2 separate regions of the Pan troglodytes genome follow, and region 1 is linked to region 2. The links are chromatin contacts, called in public HiChIP or PLAC-seq maps. All regions are on one chromosome and are shown on one strand. The core of a region is the stretch at or near the end of the contact, and the rest is flanking DNA. Distances in the headings are between cores, read along the strand shown.

Region 1 (3,279 bases), core at 236-2,735, 240 kb before region 2:
GGAAATTTTCACACAGGAAACATTTTGTCCTTGCTCTCCTCCCCTTTTCTGGCCTAAAGGTAACTCTGGCACTCTGCTGGAGGCAAAGGCACATTGGTTAAAAAGACAGAGACATACACTCCACTACACCCTGTCAGCAGCAGTACAGCAGGAATTAAGACAGCAACGTTAGTTTGTAATATCAAGTCTCTCCACGACTAGGAAAACTGCAGTAAAATGCACCACGAGTTCATTAATATAAACTCTTAAACTCTGCCATTCCCTTACAATTTCAAAGCAACGACCACAGAAAGCAACTCGAAAACAAAACCTAACACAGTGGCCTGTGAAACAGTGGCTCCGGCACTACGACCACTGGCATGATTGCTTTAATTACACCCAGTCTTATATCCTATCTTTAAATGAAAGATTTTTATCTACGTGCACCGCACTGCTGCTTTCTCTTTACGCAAATTGCAGCTGGGCAGGGGATAGGATGGAAGGGAAAAGAATAGAAACTATGGGATTTACCCAATAATTTCCCAGAGTTGCTTCTCACAATACACAACAGACGACTACTGGAATGACAGAGCGCAGTGGCAACTATGAAATATGAAATATCGCCGCCACCGAAATATCTTCGTTTCAATGTATTACATTAAAAGAACGCCGAGGGCTAAGTTTAAAACCTTGCAAAAACTGCGAGAGAACATCTTGGTCAAAGTCCAAGGGCCAGAAGAGTGGGCGGCGGCCAGAGGAGGCTTGAAAACAAGTCATTTTAAAAATCGCTTTGACTGCAAGTCTCGAAGTTGGGGCTTCCGAATCCAATAAAACCTTGGCGAGAGTAGAAAGCAGAGAGCCCCCGGCGACCCTCGACCCTTGGCCGAAGGGCCTCAGGCCCCGTCCTTCCTCGTTCGGCCGCCACATCAGGGAAGTGGGCCCCCGCGGGCCCTCGCGTCCCCACCCGACCCGCGCCGCCCGAGCCCGGAAGGAGCAGCACTCACCGCAGTGCGGGCGCAGCAAACACGGAAGCTGCGCGGCTGCCTAGAGGCCTCCTCAGAGCCGGGAATCAGCGGAGCCGACAAGGAGATACGGCCCGCTCGGCTCGGATCAGCCCGGGCGCTCCCGAAGCCCGCCGCCCCATCCGGGCTCACTCCGACGCACGATGACGTCAGCGCGCCCGGCCGAGGACCAGCGTTAGCCGCCGCGCGAGGGCGCCCGGGAGGCTGGGGCCGGAAAGCGGAACCGAGAGCGCTTTCCGCCGTGGGGCGATGAACCTCCGGGAAAGACGCTGGGAGGCCCAGGGACGCCCGGCGCAACTGGACGCTCATCGGGAGTCACGGGGTCGGCCCTCAGGGGAACGGGGACTATCCGTATCAACTCGGTGTTTGTTCGTTTTCTTCACCTTGCGGTTTGTGCCCCCTCCACATTTCCTCTCTGTGCCTACCATTCTCCTGGGGGACGTGGCAAACCGTGAGCCGCTGCGTTTGACTTTTGGGAAACCCTGCGGAAACGCCCTGGCGCCGGTGGTTTTGCGCGTCCTACCCTGTGTCACCTCAGGGTTATGATCTGGCCCCTGGCAAGGCTCCCCAAGTGTGATGCCTCCCTGCGTCGAGATGACTGCATTTTGAGGATGGAGTCAGTCTGGTGGCATTTTTTGCTTAAGTAAACAATTGTAACCGTTTGTGTAGCATCAGCGTTCAACTGCTGCCTGTGCAAATCGAAAAAAGCGAAACGTTGGAAACTAGGAAGCATCAGATGAATAATTCTGAATACTTGATGTCAACGGGAGTATCTTGTTTTTAAACTTTTGGTTTTCTGTTCTGGAGACAAACAGTTCATATGCACTAAAGAAAAAAGTGTCATTATTTCAGATGCTCATTGCCAGCAAAGAGAACTGTATTGCAAGTCAGGCTTCACTCCCAGTATTTTCTGAATGTTTCAATAAAATGAAATATATACGTCTGCCTGTGTATTGGTGTACATGCACATATAATTCTACATAAACCACAGAGGAGCCCAATTTTTTTTAATGCTTAGGTAATAGAAAATTTGTAAATAAAAACCCTTGGCTTTTGCTAGTCATGGACCTTTTGTATCCCCCCGCCATACTCCCCCAATAGTGCCATAGACACAGTATCGTGCAGTAAATGTTTGTGGTATGACAGCCAACGAACGACTTTTGAAGTTGACGCTCTTTGCCCATTGAATCCGATGCTTGCTTCTCTCTGGGGAACTCCAAGGGGCAAATATTTTAAAAACTTCCAAATAGCAAGCCACTTAATTAGGGAGCCGGGGGAATTCCAAGACCCTGAACCATTTCCCATTTCCTGTCTGTGTCATTTCTGCCTGCCAGTCAGTCACAGAACAGGAGGTCTACTGTTCCAATGTTAATAGTCAAAGAAAGTGAGTGTAACAGTTTGTAATACAGAGAAAAGAAATGCCATGGCTCCCAATGACTAAAAACTTCCAAAAATGCACCTGGGGCTTGGTAGTAGTTTAGTATTTAGTTCAAGTCACTATTTCTCGGAAGGTTACAGAACATTCCCAACACATGTGGGAAAATATATATAGCAAGAATTGTTCATTCTGAACTCAAGATTATTTCTCTTTTTCAGTTCTTGTCCTGACCAAAACAGTAAGATAATGAATATACTTAAGTATAGGGGAAAGCTTGCATTTCAAAAACTCAAAAGCCTTAGATATTTTTAACAAAAAATATTTGTAATATTTACATATAATAAATAGTACCTCATAACTTTTAATCTTGTATAACTTTGTAGTCTAGTGTTACAGCTAGTTAATTCAGTTACCTGTTTATTCAGTTAATTTTTTTTCATTTTGCTAGTATAAAGTTGCTGTTAATATTAAAAAAATAAGCTATGTATGTCTGCTGCAGTTGCCATTCTAACGTTTTTCACATTTATGTAGAAAAAAATATTTACAGTATTTAAAACAATTTTGAAGAAGAAAAGTAAGATTGGAAGGTCTTGTCCTACCAGGTAATGAGTTACAATAAAGCCATAGTAATTGAGACAGTCTTGTATTATTAAACGCCCTAAGATGGACAATTAAAGGAAGGAGATACAGAGCCCCAAGAAGAGACCCATATCTATGTATTTGGGAATTTGATATACTGGCATTATGTATTAATGAGAAAATGATTAATTAATAAGTAATGCTGAATGAATGGTTATTCTAATGGAAAATAAAATTAGATCACTACCATATACTATTTAAAAATCTCTGCCGGATTTTTTTTAAAAACCCTCAAAAGTAAACAGCCATCATTATGAATCC
Region 2 (3,083 bases), core at 148-2,647:
GGGGGAAGGAAAGAAAGAGCAAAAAACTAAATGGACCGGTTCTACCCCCACCTCTAATCAACACTGGAAAACAAGAGAACAATTATTTGACTCCCCCAGGAGACTGAAGTGGACCGAGAGGCCGCAAAGGAAAGGGGCCCAGGGCTCAACTTCACAAACTCGGCCGCCGCTGGCAACACACCCACACACAAATGCCAGAGGCCCCCCTCCCCCTTTCCCAGCCCGGCCCGGCGGGAGCGAAGGTGCGGAGCGCGCGGAGGCGCGCGCATTGTGCAAGCCCACCGCGGCCCAGGCCCGACTTTCCCCACCCCCTTCCTTCCTCCCCACCCCTCCTCCACTCCCGCCAACCTCTCGGGAACCCCGGGAAGAAAGAAAGGAAGAAGGAGGGAAAGCACGCCCCCCGGGGCTGCAACCGCAGAGAGAAACTCAGAAGGGAAAAACAAATCTCAGCCCCGGACTCTGGGAGGAGTGGGGAGCTGGTCACCGCGGCGGAGTGGACGACTCCAGTTCCTCCACTTCGCCTCGGGACCCCCACCCCAGCTAGAGTTCCCGCAACCCCCCTCCCCTGACCAGAGCTGGCGGCCGCGGCTCCCGAGCGCCCCCCCGGTCTGAGGCCCGCCCGACGGGGAAACGGGGAGAGGGGCGACGAGGTTACCTGTCGGGAGTGGGATTTGGGCTCCGGCGGCTTGAAGAAGGAGTCGGGCAGCTTCCGGAGCCTCATGGGCACGGTCTGGGGCACGTTGGCCGTCTTGGGGTTCATGACGGCGTTGAAGAGCGCCTCCAGGTCGGTCTCCGAGTCCCCGCGGACGTGCACGATCTGATGCCCGGCGGGGGGTGCCTGCGGCGCCGCCTGGGTCGCCGCGGGTGCCGGTTGCCCGGGTCCGGACGGCGGGCCCTGCCCCTGGGGGGGCTGCGAAGGCGGCTGCCCTTGGCCCTGGGGGGCCGGTTGAGGCGGCGGCTGCTGCCCGGGATCCATGGCTTCTGCCTCCCCCGACGCGCACCCCCTCACCCAGGCGAGCGAGGGCTACGCCCGGACGCCCCGGCTCCACGGGCCGAGGTGGAGAAGCGGCGACGGCTGCGGGCCGGGCGGCGCTGGGCGGCGGGAGCGGCGCTGTCCTCGCTCTCAGGGCCGGGGGGCTGCGCCGCGGCCCCGCATCCCCCGCCCCGGCGCCTCCGCCCCCGCCCTGCGCCCCGGCTCCACTGGTCTGGCGGCTGCGCCTCGGGAGGGGCTGCGAGGGACTCGGACCTGCAGCGCCTGAGAACTTTTTCCCTCCAACTCCCTTGACGGAGGCCGGACGGCTCGTTGCCTTTCCCCGCCTCCCCTTTCTCTTTATTTCCTTTTCTTGTTCCTTCCTTCCTCCCTTTCTTTTCCCTGGCGGCGGCTGCGCCCGACTGAGACAGAAACTCGCCTCAAACGCCAAAACTAAAGTTAGGAGAAGCGCCCGCCCGCGCCGCCGCGGCCCCGCCTCCTCTCGGCTCTTCCTTCCTCTGCGCGCCCGCCCGCACCGCGGCCCGGCCGGCAGCGCAGGGAACTTTTCGCTGCAAGTTGCTACATTCCTGCACACTCCCGGCCCGCGGCGCCTCTCCCGGCCGCACGTGACCCGCTCGCCCTGGCCCGGTCCGCCTTTCGCCCGCGCTCAGCCGGGCAGGGGCCCGAAGCGTGCCCCGTATTCTGCCCCGCGAACCACAAACGATGGGTCCAATCCGGGTCCGAACTGTGGTGTCTGCGGAGAACGCGGGCGCCCTTGGCTGCAGGAAGTTCTTCCGCTCCGCTCGGCCCCTTTTCCCCGCCCGTGCTCGGGAAAGGCGCTTCCAGTTCGCCTGGACCTGCGAAAGGGCCAAGGCCGAAAGAAGTGGAGAGAGGATGTGCGAACCCACCTCCTCCTCCTCGCGTTACCCCGGCTTGACCGAGCGGAGCGCCTGTGCGAGCTTAAAGCCGGGAGGATAGATTGCAGTTAAAATAGATACCGTGAGCCGGCATTGATGTTAATAAAGGTCCATTGTTTTCAGCATTAACTTTATTTTGTAATTCTGTTTCACTTATCTGTTAGTATGCAAAAACTCACTTGAAAGGGGTAAATGGTTACTGTAATTGAAGCTTTGAGACCAGGTCTGTGACTCAGTGTAACTTATTAAAAGAAACAAAAACACTGCATTTTCCAAATAGTGAAATCACATCAATTTTTTTAGTACTCGAATTTGCATTAGTCACTGGAAGCCGCAACCCAAAAAATTAGTGCTTCTTCAGGTACAAGCATTCATTCCTCTGTACCTGTCTTTCATCCTCAAGGAGCTGGGTCCCTACCCCTGCTATCCCTGTGCCTGGCCCAAGGGTGGACTCCGTTAATGTGGACTGAATAAGAAATGAATGGGCAAGGAGGTCACCCCAGGCACCTGATGTACAAGGAGCCCTTCTGGAAGCCACTCAAAAACAATAGAAATGTTCTTTAAGTCATACACTCTGGGTTTTTTTTTTTTTAAAGCATCCTTGTTGAGATATAATTTATATACCATACAGTTTTTGTAATAGTTGTACATATTTGTATATTTAAGCAATTCACTGTTTTTTTTAATATATTCATAGGATTGTGCAACATCAGTCTAATTTTAAATGCACAAGCCCATTCTAAGGAAATCTGGCTTTCTTGTTTTAATGATTTCGTCTACAATGCTAGTGAAACAAAGGTATAAGTAGGATTAAGCAAGGAAAAAGTCCGTGAGCAAAAAGGTAATTTCTTCCTTCAGCCAGAACATGCCCAAGAGAATTCTGAAGGATCTGTATCACTTGGTGTGGTAGGGCTCGGCCAAAGGAGCAGGCCTCAGACACTCAAAATTCTAACAGAAGATTCCAATCAACTACTCTGAACCCCCAGTTTCCTGTCTGAAAAAAAGGATCAGAGTAAATGACACCCATGACTAGTTCTTGGATTTGTTCCCACTCCTAAATATCAAGTGCATTTAACGACAAACTTGTAGGTTCTGGAGTTACAGAGTTTTGAGTTCAGGTCCCAGTTCTGCCATTTACTAGCTGTGAGGTTTTGGACAAGTTATTTATTTCCTGTTCTTTAATATTAGCATCAGGG

What was found. HiChIP or PLAC-seq counts read pairs in DNA pulled down with a chosen protein or histone mark.
Region 1: a contact with region 2 is called in an H3K4me3 HiChIP or PLAC-seq map of stem cell-derived excitatory neurons, with 2.1 times the contacts expected there. The contact joins the promoter of BIRC2 here to the promoter of YAP1 in region 2. A contact is called at or near these places in 1 of 7 Hi-C or Micro-C datasets (stem cell-derived neural progenitor cells) and 1 of 1 datasets of contacts at active chromatin or transcription factors (stem cell-derived excitatory neurons).

What each region holds. Positions count from the first base shown.
Region 1 is chr9:104,400,503-104,403,781 of NHGRI_mPanTro3-v2.0_pri, reverse strand. BIRC2 (baculoviral IAP repeat containing 2) reads right to left here and starts at 1,485. Exons shown (of 9, transcript XM_001152603.7): 1 at 984-1,485.
Region 2 is chr9:104,162,723-104,165,805 of NHGRI_mPanTro3-v2.0_pri, reverse strand. It overlaps YAP1 (Yes1 associated transcriptional regulator), which reads right to left and starts at 1,397. Exons shown (of 7, transcript XM_016921869.3): 1 at 656-1,397. The coding sequence starts at 976.